Linked DNA regions of Pan troglodytes: region 1 is linked to region 2. A link is a contact called in public HiChIP or PLAC-seq data. All regions are on one chromosome and are shown on one strand. Each heading gives the region's core, a stretch centred on a gene start, on an enhancer-like site or on the middle of the called end of the contact. The rest is flanking DNA. Distances are from core to core; before and after follow the strand shown.

Region 1 (6,510 bases), core at 1,428-3,927, 100 kb after region 2:
TAGGTAATTTTCCTTTAACTTATTTTATTTTATTTTATTTTTTAAGACAGAATCTCACTCTGTCACCAAGGCTGGAATGCAGTGGCAAGACTTTGGTTCACTTCAACCTCTGCCTCACAGGTTCAAGCGATTCTCATGCCTCAGCCACTGGAATAGCTGGGATTACAGGCATGCGCTACTACGCCCAGCTAATTTTTGTATTTTTAGTAGAGATGGGGTTTTACCATGTTGGCCAGGCTGGTCTCGAACTCCTGACCTCAAGTGATCTGCCTGCCTCAGCCTCCCAATGTGTTGGGATTACAGGCATGAGCCACTGCGCCTGGCCCCTTTAACTTATTTTTTACTTTTTTCCCCAACCAACTGGAATAATATCTCCCACATTTCCTTTTTTTCTTTTGTGCTTTTGAAATACCATTTATATGCTTTGGAAATACCTTCCATACACTAAAACTAGAGACAGGTATATGACCTTTAAAATCCAGCACAGGTTTTTTTTTGAGAAATCTTCCTCCAATATACCCTTCTCTCCAACCCTAGAGTGAGTGAAGTGTTCTGTGCTCCCAATGTTCCCTGTACGTGCTCCATAATGGCACTTATCACAGCCCATCGTAGTTGCTTATTTTAAGTTTCTTCTGCCCTGTCCCACCAGACTGTGAGATCCCTGAAGACAGGAACAGTCTTTCATGTTCAGCATCGAGCCTGATGCCTGGCACACGGTAAGTCCTCAACAAGTATTTGTTAATTAAATGAAGAAGTTGAGCTTTAGCCATCCAGAATCAATTGTCTAGATGTCTGTTCACATTTGGTTCTAGTGTCTCTTCTTACAGCCTCTTCATAAGTTTAAAATGGATCCTTTAAATTTGTGAGGAGCTAGAGACTTATCTTGGAAGAACTCTAACAACCATCTTTCATTTTATGTGTGATTAAATTATACATTGTTAAAGTGATGAAATTTAACATCTTTTCATAGTTTAGAAATGCTATGTCCTATTGCCATATATGAGGAGTTAGAAATGAGGGACCTACTGACTGGTATTTGTCTGGAAAAGGGAGGATTAAGAAGTGCAGTTGTCTCATTTACTAGAAGGGTCAATGTAATGTTTTGTCCTTGGCAAAAATCTCAAGATTTTAGTTAATTCTCATATTACTTTGAGAAATAGAATAGAATCTAAGAAGGTTCTATTTGGTTCTGGTCATTCGGAGCCTCATTTTCTTATTTATTGCCTCTCCAAAAGGCAAGCACTCCAGGAAGTTATCTAAACTATTATAGTCACTAGTTTATTCCTTTTCAATTGGTTTTGTCACATTCCCTTGCTAGATAGCAATATTTTTTGGGTATTTGTTTTGTTTTTTGAGATGGAGTCTCACTCGCTTACAGCTGGGATAATAATGTTTACTGCACTGCACTCCAGGCTGGAGTGCAGTGGCGTGATCTCAGCTCACTGCAACCTCCGCCTCCTGAGTTCAAGTGGTTCTCCTGCCTCAGCCTCCTGAGTAGCTGGGACTACAGGCACGCGCCACCACACCCAGCTAATTTTTGTGTTTTTTAGTAGAGACACAGTTTCACCATATTGGCTAGGCTGGTTTCGAACTCCCGACCTCGTGATCCGCCTGCCTTAGCCTCCCAAAGTGCTGGGAAGACTGAGGAATAATTTCAGACTCTAAAATGTAAATGGGTCAGTGTCACCTAGCAAGGTCCTTGGGTGAGTTGTGATAGGGGAGGGCAGGGCAGGGGGACTTTGTGGCCACTCATGGGGCAGAACCAAATAATGGTCAGAGGGAAAAGAGCTGAAAATGAAAATTGGAGAATGTTGAGGATCAGTATGGCTCACTTCCCAGTTTTGCCAGGCCAGCTCTGCCTGACGAGATCTGCCAGGTCTATCTATGATTTTCCTCTAGAATGTTGGGTGTCATCCAAGGTGTCCTGAGTTCTAGCATCTGGTCATTTTTTACAAGAAGAAAGAACAAGCTCTTGCTGTAGGCATTTAGTTAATGCCAGGGCCGACTTTTTACCCTCTATGCCTGGTCACAGTTGCACTAGGGAGCTACCCTCTTTAGTAAAGGATGAGCTCTTTTAGTCAATTTAATACCCTGGAGACAGGAGGTGACACAGCCTGTGTCAAACAGGCCCCCAGTAAATTTTCATTGAATTAGAAAATGACAGCTCTGTAATTTGGTGACTAGGGACATGCTGGAGGCCCACCTGGAATGAAAGGGGAAAGGGAGAAAAGGGCATTGCAAACCATGCTCCCCTCAAGGTACTTCTTTCTCCATTTTCTATTGTGTGTGTTTTAGCCATGTTAATACTACACCTCTGTAACCTGCCCTAGACTTTTCCAGCTAGCCATTGCATATTAAGATGCTATTAGGCTGGTGCAAAAGTAATTGAGGTTTTTGTCATTGAAAGTAATAGCGAAAACCGCAATTACTTTTGCACCAACATAATAATATCTTTAATCCGTAATTCCAGACCCTAATAGTGCAGAAATAAGGTGGGTCAAAAATTTACACAAGGCTGTTGAGTAAACATTATTATCCCAGCTGTAATGATTTTTTTTTTTCTCCTGGGACTTTCCAGGGGAAATGATTTTCAGCAGCAAATCTGCTTCTCTGCTCCACCTTCCTGTTGGCGTCAATGGAGACTGACGCCAACAAGCTTCCTGCGCTTTAATTCATCTCTGCTGAGCTACTGCATTGGGGTCATAGAGAGGTTACAGCAGATGTTCTTCTCACTGCTCCTGCTTAACATTCACTTTGGTTTTCTCTTGGGGGTTACCAAAGTAGGAAATAACCTGGGGGGAGATGATAGGATATAAGGGCTTGTGGCCCTTGCGGTGATTCTGGCCAGTCAGGCCCAGTTCTTTTTCATTTTATCAATCAGGCAAGAACCTCAGGCTCATTGCCTGGTCCTCCTAGGTAGCATTATCTTGTTTATCCTTGTATTCTTGGAGGTCAGCACAGGACCTGGCACATAGAAAATACACACTTTTTTGTTGTTAAATACAGGGCAATACTGAGGGTGTGGGGAATGTGGCAATTGCCTGGGCAGAGAGCTGTGGACAGTTCTGTGCCTTGAACCAGACTGTCCCACAACAAAAGGACCACTCCAGCTGAGGTGTGAGCACATTCTCCACCTCTGCCCGTAATCTCCTCTCCAGGCTGTGCACTCTCAGTTTTTCTCCAGGCTGTGCACTCTCAGATATTTATCATAAGTTGAAACAGAGGGAATATATAATGCAATGGAAAGGAGCAAAAGCCTTTGAAATCATTCATTCACAATAAACAAACAATTATTGTGTACAGAGGTGCTATTGTTCTAGCCTCTTGGGATATGATAATGCATGAAATGGACAAAAATACCTGCCCGGTGGAGTTTAGATTCTGGTTGGTGGAGACCTACGTTCACAATAAAACGAATGAGTCATGTTAGAAGTCAGGTGCTATGGAAAAAAGTGGAGCAGGATTAGGGGCATTGGGAGCACAGCGTTGAGAAGTCATTTTAGAAATTACCTCTTTGAGAAGACGCAGATGCTGGAGGAAGAACAGCCAAGGCAAGAGCCCAAAGTGAGGAGCTATGCACTGGAAGAAAGTGAGGAGGCCAGTGTGGGGGAGTGCAGTGAATAAGGGGGAGATCATGGGAGATGAGGTCAAGGAGGTAACGGGGGGCATATGTAGAGCTGGTGGATATGCCTGGCAGATTTAGCAGATAAAAATTTGCAATCTCAGCTAAATTTGAATTTCAGATAATAATTTTAAAAATACAGATATGCCTCAAATATTGCGTGAAACCATACTTAAACTAGAAAGTTATTAGCTGTTTACCTGAAATCCATATTTAACTGGGCATCCTGCATTGTCTTTGGCAACACCGCTGTGGACCATTGTAAGGACTCTGAGTAAGACTGGGAGCCCTCAGGGGGCCTTGGGCAGAGGAGGGATGCCAGCTGCCTTGGAGCTTGAAAGGGCCCCTCTGGCTGCTTTGTGGAGAGCAGAGTGAGAGAGCACTGTGGACAGCAGGGAAGCCAGACAAGGCTGCGAAGTGGTCCAGGCTCAGTACAGTAACTCTGACCTGGTGGTGGAGGTAGGGTTGGTGAGAAGCCGGCAGATTCCAGACACATTTTGGAAGCATAGCCAACAGGATTTCCTATAGATGTAGATGGTAGTTAAAGCCAGGAGACTGGGGGAATTCCCAAGAGAATGAGGCCTGGTGCCCTGCAGCATTAAGAGGTCAGGAAAAAGAGGAGGAGGCACAAAAGATGCTAAGGCTTTGACCAATGAGTACGAGGAAACCCTAGAGAATGAGATGTGCTGGGAGGAGAGAAAGTGTCAGGGAGGAGGATTGTCAAGTGTATCAAATGCTACTGATAAGTCAGATGGGATGACTGAGGGCTGACTAGTGGATTCAGCATGGAGTTGCTGGAGACCTTGACAGGAGCAGTTTTGGTGGAGTGGTGTAGGTGGAACTGGAATTGGTTTAATAGGTAATCGGAGAAGTATAAGAAGATAATATGGGCAAGTCTTTGGTGAAATCTGACTTATTTAAGGTCCTACCACTTACTAGCGTGATTCTTGGTAAATAATTTTCTGATCCTCAAGTTTTTCCTCTTGTAAAAAAAGAATAGTAACAAGGATGCTGTAAATATTAAATATGTAAAAGTTTTGGCATATAATGAGCATTTAGTAACTGGATATTAAGATTATTGTAATACAATATTAATTTCTGACATGATGTTGGCAAAATACATTTCTGTGCCTCAATTTCCTTATCTGTAAAATGGGAGTAATAACACCACCTACCCCATGGTGGTGTTGCAAGGATTACATGATGTAATCTATATAAAAGCACACAGAATAAACAGCTTGTGGCACATGTGAACTCCATAAAACTCTTATTATCCGATCAGTTCTCTTGTGAATGCTGGTCTATCTTCTTTGTAAACATTTTGCTTCCTAGAAGCCAACAGAGGTGTAGAACTTATCAAATTACTCTCTTGTCTTGTATGCTATCCTTGTGTTAATGTGATTTAAACTTTAGTTGGCAGCAGCCTCTGCTATTTTGCAATTTGTAAAGTCCTCTGTAAGTGATGGTTATTAGAGCTGACTCCTGATGTGAGTTAAAACCAGGCTCTGACCACAGAATTTGCTTGTCTTCATTTGAGAGTGAAGTCACAAGGGTTAATCAGTTTTCCATCTCACCGAGAATCTGGTGAGCAAATAGTCATATTACAGGATGCAGAATTCCTGCAGGCATTCTTGTTTTTGTTTTTTGAGATGGAGTTTCACTCTTGTTGCCCATGCTGGAGTGCAATGGTGCGATCTCGGCTCACCGCAACCTCTGCCTCCCAGGTTGAAGTGGTTCTCCTGCCTCAGCCTCCCGAGTACCTGGGATTACAGGCATGCACCCCCACACCTGGCTAATTTTGTATTTTTAGTAGAGATGGGGTTTCTCCAGGTTGGTCAGGCTGGTCTTGAACTCCCAACCTTAGGTGATCTGCCCGCCTCGGCCTCCCAGAATGCTGGGATTACAGGCATGAGCCACTGCGCCCGGCCTCCTGCAGGCATTCTTAATCATTTTTGAGAATCTGAGCAAGCCAAGAACCTTCCCCCAGAAAGGCAGACAAACACAAAACTTAATGCCCTGGAATTTAAAAAATCATTTTAAAGACTAAAAAATGTGCCTAAATTGTAATAATTTTGTATTTTTTCCTATAGCAGTAATTTATAAAGGAGGTGAAAACACATCTGCATGGAAAGGCCAAAATAAAGATGGCAAAGTGATTTTTTTTTCTTAAAACTTTTTCAGTGGAGCAAGATAGAATCAGTACTTGTAGCTTCTGAAAGAGATTAGGGGTTGTTGGTGTTTCCCCACCACCTTCAAAGAATAGATAACTATACAGTATTAAAGTTTAAGTTCTGTAAAAAGGGAGTGCTCTGTGGCCATTTCCTGGAGGGTAAAATTAGAAAGGGAAATTTTAATCTGTGGGAAGATCACACATTAAGAACCTATTTCCAATGAATTCATGTTCTAGGTCACTTAACTTGTTTTTTTTTTTCTTCCAAGTAAAAAGAGGGGTTGGATGAAGTTAGCTCCTAGCTCCATTTTTAACTCTAAAACCTGCGATGAAACACACAAGGGAAGGATTTTTAGCAGCTGGCCTGGCAACAGAACTCCTGTCCTAGAGCGCCACCTAGCAGCAAGGAAAAAGCAAAACCCTCTAAAGAATAATTAATTTGACTTTAGAACAAAACAATTTTTTAAAAATCCAGCTTTGGTGAAGTAGTCCCCTCACCAAGTCTACTCTGAGGAGTAATTCAGGTAGAGAAATCCTGGGCTTATCATCTCCAAGTTGAAAACTCGAATGAGGTTTTCACACACTACTTTCCCCTGGCTCTCCGTTTTAGCAGCTGCTGCTGAAAGCTCAGCTATCCGGGCAGTATTACCAACTAACCCTCGGCCAATGCCCTTATGACACCAAACACTCCTTATGACACCCTGACACTCCTAAAGAC
Region 2 (7,563 bases), core at 2,655-5,154:
CTTGGTTCTCCACCCAGCGAGCTGACAGGCCGGCGATGAAGGAAGGATGGCCGTTGGGAGGGGGAGCTGGTGGAGAGAGGGGCCAGCTGGGGAGGAGGGTGGAGGAGTAGCTTGAGTTAGACTGCAGGGGAGGTGCTGGCCGTCCTTGTCACTGTTCTTTAGAAAATGCCTCCGTCAGTGCCTGAGGTTCAAGGAGTGTGGGCTGTTTTCTTTCTGAGTTCCGAGCAAATCGAGCTGGGGGACTCCGGGGTATGCTGCCCTATCCCAGGACTCTCAGTCTTAGGTAGTTTGGCGATCTTCTCCTGTAAATCATCAATAGTCCCTGAACAGCACTTGTAAACTTGAGCGTAGAAAACTGGGTGAGATGTTTTTATGGTGAAAGAAGCTTCTCCTTGAAGTCCCCGCAGAAGCCCCAGGGGCAGAGTGACATGGACAGGTTTTGGGGATGTGGGCTGAATGATGCCATTATGGGGCTGCTGGAATCTGGGGTGCCAGAGCTGTTGGTTGGAAAGCCCCCGGGTATGAGGGCAATGTGCCACTTTGACGACAGCCTCTGCCTCCAACTTTTTTGGGCCTGAACAGTGCAGAGGATGAAAACTTCTCACCCAGCTTTCTACATTCAAGTTTACAAGTGCTGCTCAGGAGCCACTGATTATTTCCAGGGGAAGATCACCAAACCGCCTAAGGCCGAGACTCCCAGGATAGCGCAGCATGCCCCGGAGTCCCCCAGCTCTATTTGCTCAGAACTCAGAAAGAAAACAGCCCACACTCCTTGAACTTCAGGCACTGATGGAGGCATTTTCCAAAGAACAGTGACAAGGACAGCCAGCACCTCTCCTGCATTCCTCAGTCTGACTCAAGCTGCTCTTCCACCCTCCTCCCCAGCTGGAGCTGAGGCTGAAGGCAGTTGAGGGCCACCGGAGAGAAGAGCTGGGTCAGGGCCGTGACTTGCAGCAAGCATGAGGCCATGCAGATGTGCCGGGTGAGAGGCTGGAGGCTGAGTCCGGGCTGGCTGCCCTGCGGCGGCAAAGGAGATGGCTGGAGGTTGGGATGGGTGCTATGATGAGTGTGCCTCAGGGTCTGGTTTCTGATTCCATAGGACAGCTGTGGTGACAGAGCTGTGGCCAACTGCTCCCTGGGCCGAGGCTGAAGGAAGCTGTGCTCCCACTGGTGCTAGGGAAGGCTGCTGCAGGGCTGGAGGCCTGGGTGCTGGACTGCTGGGGCGGGCTGCCTGCTGCACCCCCAAGCTGCAGTCAGGGCTCGCCCTGAGGCCCTGAGGTGGAGAGAGAGCAGCTCTCTCGTACACACCCATGTGCACAAGCGCAGGCACACACACACACACACACACACACACAAGACGTTCTCACTTCATCCCCGAATTCTCCCTCCTACACACAAAGCTAGTTCCCAGTTCTCCAGTCCCCCTTCATCCCTCTCCACTTCTGTAGTCTCTGCTGGGCTGCACTGGGGATCTGGTCCCAATTGCCCTCTCTTCCCTTGCTGCCCCTGTAACAAAGGGCTGGCCGTGTGACATGATCTCCTCAGGCTTCAGAGAAGTGATTTTACCCTGAGCTACACAGGCAGGAAGACCACCAGCCTGGAAGGTGTGTGTGCAGGGTTGGGAAGAGGGGAAGGGCAGGTAGCAGGGGCCAAGGCCTGGGTTGCCCCACAGGGAAACTCACTATCCTCAGCAGGGCCCTTCAGCCACTTTCCCAACAAACAGCAAATCTCCGCCGACTGAACTCTGACTGAGGCAATGGGGGCATGCCAGGCAACAAGGTGGAGGTTTGCTACCGTGGGAGCAGGGAGAGCGTGGAACACAGACGCTCTGGATGTTGAAGAGGAGGCTTCACCCTTAAATCCACACCAACAGCCCCCTTCACTTCCCCCGGTGAAGAACGAAGGACCCTGTGGGATTTCTACTTCAAATCTCTCATTTATTCCGACACCCACTCGGTTATGACTCCAAGTTATCAAAGATGCAAGACAAGAAGTCTAGAGCAGGAGTGGTGAAGTGGAGGTGGAGAAAGACGGCGGAGAGGGCTGTGTTCCTGGCCCCTCCTTCTCTTCCAATTTAGGGCACCGTTTGAAAAGTGTACAAATAGTGTCCCTTAGCACAGTCTAGATAGCAGAAAAGGACAGTGCAGTTGAGTGGGGGAAGCTTCCTTTTCCACCGGGTGGGGCCCTGCGGCTGCAGCGGGCAGGCAGGCAATCTCGAGCCTGGTCGGAGACCGTGCCCTGAGCAGCGTGGGCTGTGTGGGGAAGAGCTGGGGCCCACCATCTCTCCAGCGCCCCAAACCCAGATTCTGATTTTTGGGGCTAGCAGGGCTTAGCTAGGAAAGCAGTAGGAGGGAGGGGATTGCACAGGACGCTTACACTCAGGGACCCCATCGATCAGGGGCAAGAAGCGGGTGATGGTTAACTGGGTCTTGATTTTTACAAAGGCAGGACGTACGAATGATGTTATTTCTGGCAAGGAGGACATGGCTGCTGTGGTTGATTGGCTGTGGAATTCCAGGGGAGCAAGGCACTAGGAAGTGGGGAACGCTGCCAGGCCCAGCAGCTCATCAGGAGCTTGCACTTGGCCCAGTTAGGGCTGGCCGTGGGACGGGTTTGTTGAAGCTGCTGCCGCCATAAGCTGCCCCTCTGCACCAGGAGACAGATCCCATTACCCCACCTACAGCTGCTTCCTGGTACAAGAGAAGAGTTACCATTTGAAGTGACTCCACAGGAGAGTCTGACAAACATGTTTGCTTTTCACTGACAATTAAAATTGTTTTGCTGCTAATCTTGTTTTATTGTGGTCTTTCATCCATCAGCAAGCATCCCTGCACGCAAGATCAGAGTTGGGTAAATACATCCAGACCCTGCCAGGATTAGGGCAAGAGGGAGTGGTCTGGGCCGGCAGATCTTTTTCGGAAGTTCTCACTTCTTGGAGCACTAAAGGGTTGTTAGTCTATCTGGGCAAGCCTCGTTTCCCTGGAGAAAATGGAGTCTCAGAGATTAGTGACTGGTCCTAGAGCTAATGAGTGACCAAAGTGTGACCAGAGCCCAGGTCTGCTTCTCAACCCAGGGCACTTTGATTCCAGATTGAGATGTAAGGTGACAGGTGCCTTAATAGTGGTGCAAAAGATGTGCATTCCCCTCTTCCTCCCTCCCCGCTCCCTGCTCCCCCAGCGGCACCCTGACCTTCCTCTAATGCAGAATCAAGATTTCAGCAGGGGGGGCAGCCCTTTCCCTGCCCCACCCTCCTCGAATTCAGTGACTCAGGAGTGGGAAGGGGGTTAGCTATGCCCTTAGAAGGGGGCCAGCTTCTGCAGAGGCCACTGGAAAACTCATCAGGATTCTCACTCACAAAGCCACTGCCACATTCTAAGTAGGAAGTCGGAGTTGGAAATGAGGCTGGTGTGAGACACAATAAACGGCTCATCGCCAGGAAACTGGGGAGTAGGGCGGCCAAGGGAGGGCGGCGAGCGTGGAATCCCAAGGCTAAGTCACGTCCCTCCCATCCTCAGGACTGGGCTGTTGCTCTGGTGAGATGAATGAAGATCCTGCTCCACGGCGTCACGGGTGGATGCTCACGTAGAATGCCGGGCTCTGGGGGACTTGACGTGGTTTCAGCCGCTGCAGCATCGCCCCACAGAGATTCTGTGCTCTTCCTGTTCACCAGCCCGCTGTCTGCCATGGGGATTGGTCACGTTAACCACCTTTCGTTCAAGCTGTTTGGGGATCAGACTTTTCCTTCTCTGGTACATGGGAGACCTTTCCTCTCTGCAGCTCCTGAATGTACAAAGCCCCTGGTGCCTACCCGTGGTTACTGGTGTGTGTGTGTGTGTGTGTGTGCGCGCGCGCGCGTGCGTACACCTGGGAACGGTTATGCACACCCTCACAGGACTGCATCCACGCAAGCTACTCGGCGTGGTGGGCTGGGCTGAGAGACAGTCAGCTGGTCTCTTTGCTGAGCTACCAGAAGTCGGCTAACAAAAATGAAAAAACTTCTCCAGCAGGGGGCGCTGGTTCCTAAGTCAGAGAAAGGATTTCGGGGAACACAAGGTTAGACACTTTCTGGTGCAGTCCCCACGAGCCACCTTAGGCTTTAAAGTCAACTTGACACGTCCCACGAGGAAGGGGGCAGGTGAGATGTGATACGTTCAGGAATCAACGTCCCTACGGGAGCAGCTACAGTGACAGCAGTAGCTATGGTAACCAGCGTACAAAGCTGGGCTGTGAACTAGCTGTTGGATTCGTTTCAGCAAGCGCGTCCTGAAGCAGTGCCGTTGACGCCCCGCCCCTCGTTTCTCCAATGCTGGAATTGTAGCTCTCACTTCTCTCCTTGCCCTCTGTCCCCTTTTCCTAGGCACGGATGCTTCATCTCCCGAGGACCCTGGAGGCCTCCCGAGCCTTTGCTGAGCTTTCCCTGGTGCTCCTTTTTGCAGTCCAGCGAATCCAGGGCACTGGGGCACACTGCAAGGGGTTGTGGTGGTGCTGGGGCTGCCAGAGGAGTGTCCCAACCAAGAAACTGGCGAAGCTGCAGACTCGACCTAGCAGTCCCCCACCTCTGGCCCACAGAGTTGGAGCCAGGCCCTGTCTTGGTTCTCAATGCACTCAAAAGCTTAAATCCTAGTAAACCCTCCACTGCGGAGCGAGAAAAGCCAAAGAAACAGAGACAACCCATGTGGGGCTGTTGGAGGGTCATTCATCACCCTCATGGCCCCCGCCAGGGCAGCAGTGTGGGTGTGTGTGCGGGTCGGGGTGGAAGGATTTACACGTCTGTACTAACAGCCCTTGGATTGGTGAAGGCCTCACGCCCAGAGCCTGGCCAGGTCACCGGGTAACTCTGGGGTGCTGCCAATTTGAGGGATGGGGGTCCCCCCTCTTTGTAGTATGTGGGAGCAAAGGAGAGCCTCTCGCCTCCACCCCCATTGGGCACCATGTCAGCCGTCCGTATGTAAAAGGGGGAGCTGTATGGGGAGCAGGTAGTGCAGTGGCTCGCGGCCACCCCACAGGGCTGGCTGCAGGGCTCGCTGGTGAGAGGCGCCAGGCTGCCTCTGCCGTCCAGGGCTTGGGAGCTGCAGGCATTGCAGGTGGGGCCTCTGGGATGCGTGGGAAGGTCGTGCTCCCGCTCCTCCTCCTCGTCTGCATCCTCGGTTCCGCTCTTCTTGCAGCAGTAATACTGTGCGGAAGGGCAGAGGGATGCCTGAGAGGGTGAATGCTCCCCCCGCCCCACGCATTTTTGAGCGTGCACAGGTGCCCCTGTCCCCTGCTCCATGGAGAACCTAGTGCCAGGCACTGAACCCCAGGGGCCTGCTCCACAAGTTTCTAATCCCAGCTTTGCAAGGCCAGTACTGCTTTCCTTTTCCCCTCCCACCACTCCTCGCAGTAACTCCAGGCTGTAGTTGAGCGGGGCAGGGACACACACATCATATTGAGGACAGGGCTGGAGCTGCTGGCGGCAGCTTTCAGAGCCTCCCCCGAATGGTGCTCTTCCCACGCTCCTGAAATCTCAGAGGTGCAGGAGACACAACCCAATGACCCCGTATCTTCCCAGCACACTTTCTGTGTGCTCTGAGTGGGCAGGCTGGGGGGCACTTAGCTCCCTTCCGACCAGCCCCAACTCCCATCCTCCTTGACTTAGGCCTGCTACATTCCATGGCTTTGGGCTCTGTGGGCCCTGAAGTCGGCCTCCAGTTTCTGCCCCCATAATGAAAAAGAGGTTTGCTGGTGGCCTGGCAGCCTCTGGCTACGGGTCCCGGGGACTGACCTGGAGCCTGCAGTAGCACAGGACGGCAATGATGCAGAGGAGGATCACCGTAGCTAGGATTCCGCCAGTGATCACAACCGTTCCCGCTGTCATCCGCCCGGCGCCCCATCAAACTCTGCAAAGATGTGCGGAGGGCTGAGGACCAGCTGTGGCTGCAGCCCTGGGCTGGGCCGGGGGGAGTCTTCCTGGAACTGCCCCGAGGCTGGGGCAGGGGGCCTGAGAGCAGCAGGTGCCGGGAGGGCCAGGCCCCAGGGGTTTCCTGAAGGCTGAGGACGACTGTGGCTCCAGACTGGGCCAGCCTAAGTGGGCGAAGTTGGGTACCCAGTTTCAAAAAGTTCTCACGATCTTTCCCCTTTGGTGCTCTTCTCGCCTTTCCTCTCCCGTCACACCCTTCTTAGCTCCCGCTTCTGCGTGGCTGCAGACACAGAGGAACAGCTGCCGCTGATTGCGGGGCTCCTCCCTGTGTGGCATCATGCTAAGCACCCCCACGCATCTTACCACATCCTCGCGATAACCCTTCGGGGCAGTTATTAGCTATCCCTACACGCATGCTGAACGGGGCTGCGAATAATTTGGCTGCAATTCCACCCAGCCCGTTCATCCCAAAGGCTGTGCTCTTGATCCCCGCCCTCTTGGCACACACCCCAGTGGTCCCTGAGCCTTTGGCCCGGGCTGGCGGGGAAGGGGCCAAATCTCGAAAACACCAGGTGGCTCTTCTCTGGCTCAAACCAGCACTTCTTTTAGGGGTATCTCTCTTCTCCTTCAAACCCTCCTGGAAAACAAAGGCAAGGCGAGCCCAGAGGGAGTGGTGTGTGGCATTCTGGGCCCTGGAAGGCTGTGGCCAAGCTGGGGAGACTGGTCCTGGCTTCTGAGGCTGAATGAACAGGACAGAGGCAAGCTCTGGGCATGAGGCTGTCATGGCTTCAGACAGATTCTCCTTTTAGGTCAGTGAATGGGGATTTCTGAGCCTCCCAGGTGCATTGGGACCAAGGGGCAGGAGGGTGGGGAATGGGAACTTGGCATCTTGGAGATGGAAAAATGACTATGATCACTTACATTCAGTAAAGGGAACGGTGACCTGCAAGACAACAGAAAGGACAGAGATGTTGGAATAAGAGAGTTACTCACTGAAAAAGGCCAGAAGGGTTAGATGATTCCCAGCCAACCCTCATTTTGCTTTCTTCGCTGTGTGGCATATCATCAGTGAGCCCACAGACCCCAAGTCCAGGTCTCCAGCTGGGTCTCCAGCTGCTAGTAGATAGACATTTCAGTGGATGTCCCAGTGGTCATCTCAAACTCAGTTATGACAGGTTAAAGTCACCACCCTGCTCTCCAAATGGACTCCTCGCCTCCGACCTGTCTCTGTTGGTGGCTCCACCAGAGCTGCCCCGAAGGGCTTTGCAAATTGTTTATTACTCAAAGGGCAAGTGGGGCTACAACCCAACTGCACTGTGCTCACAAAGCTATGCACCCTGGTGTGTTCACCAGGTAAAAGGGGTACCTTTATCTCTTTACCCAAAGATATCACCTGTCCACCACTGTCCTCTTAGAGGGCTGCACCTGCCCGGCAGCGTGGCTCCAAATCCACTCCCGCTCTGTGGACCAGCAGCGTGGGCATCACCTGGGAGCACCATTAGAAAGATAGCATCTCAGGCCCCCCACAGGCCTAATGAGTCAGAGTTTGCATTTTAACAAGGTCTCAATTGAGTAGGTTGCACATTAGAGTTTGACAAGCCCATGGGACATTCCCCCAGCTGCCCAGAATTTAAACTCCTCAAATTCTTCTTTGGCTACCCAAGTCT

Evidence for each region. HiChIP or PLAC-seq counts read pairs in DNA pulled down with a chosen protein or histone mark.
Region 1: an H3K4me3 HiChIP or PLAC-seq map of stem cell-derived excitatory neurons shows a contact between it and region 2, with 11 times the contacts expected there. The contact joins two enhancer-like sites. A contact is called at or near these places in 6 of 7 Hi-C or Micro-C datasets (blood, induced pluripotent stem cells, a lymphoblastoid cell line and 2 more), 1 of 1 datasets of contacts at active chromatin or transcription factors (stem cell-derived excitatory neurons) and 1 of 1 other capture datasets (stem cell-derived neural stem cells).

What each region holds. Positions count from the first base shown.
Region 1 is chr1:69,411,009-69,417,518 of NHGRI_mPanTro3-v2.0_pri, forward strand. No RefSeq gene overlaps it. Among named protein-coding and RNA genes, the nearest start is that of FAM163A, 18 kb to the left of the region's middle. Within about 2 kb of position 2,678, at least 1 of the 24 cell types and tissues checked has an H3K27ac peak or open chromatin away from gene starts, as enhancers often do. A contact at or near this core is called in stem cell-derived excitatory neurons, where this site is marked.
Region 2 is chr1:69,305,032-69,312,594 of NHGRI_mPanTro3-v2.0_pri, forward strand. FAM163A (family with sequence similarity 163 member A) reads right to left here. Exons shown (of 8, transcript XM_063810788.1): 5 at 7,290-7,382; 6 at 6,818-6,839; 7 at 5,762-5,876; 8 at 2,781-5,173. The coding sequence starts at 5,854. The coding sequence ends at 4,763. It overlaps LOC107969456 (a long non-coding RNA gene), which reads left to right. Exons shown (of 4, transcript XR_008536567.2): 2 at 583-982; 3 at 1,100-1,604; 4 at 1,695-2,788. Among named protein-coding and RNA genes, the nearest start is that of TOR1AIP2, 63 kb to the left of the region's middle. Within about 2 kb of position 3,905, at least 11 of the 24 cell types and tissues checked have an H3K27ac peak or open chromatin away from gene starts, as enhancers often do. A contact at or near this core is called in stem cell-derived excitatory neurons, where this site is marked.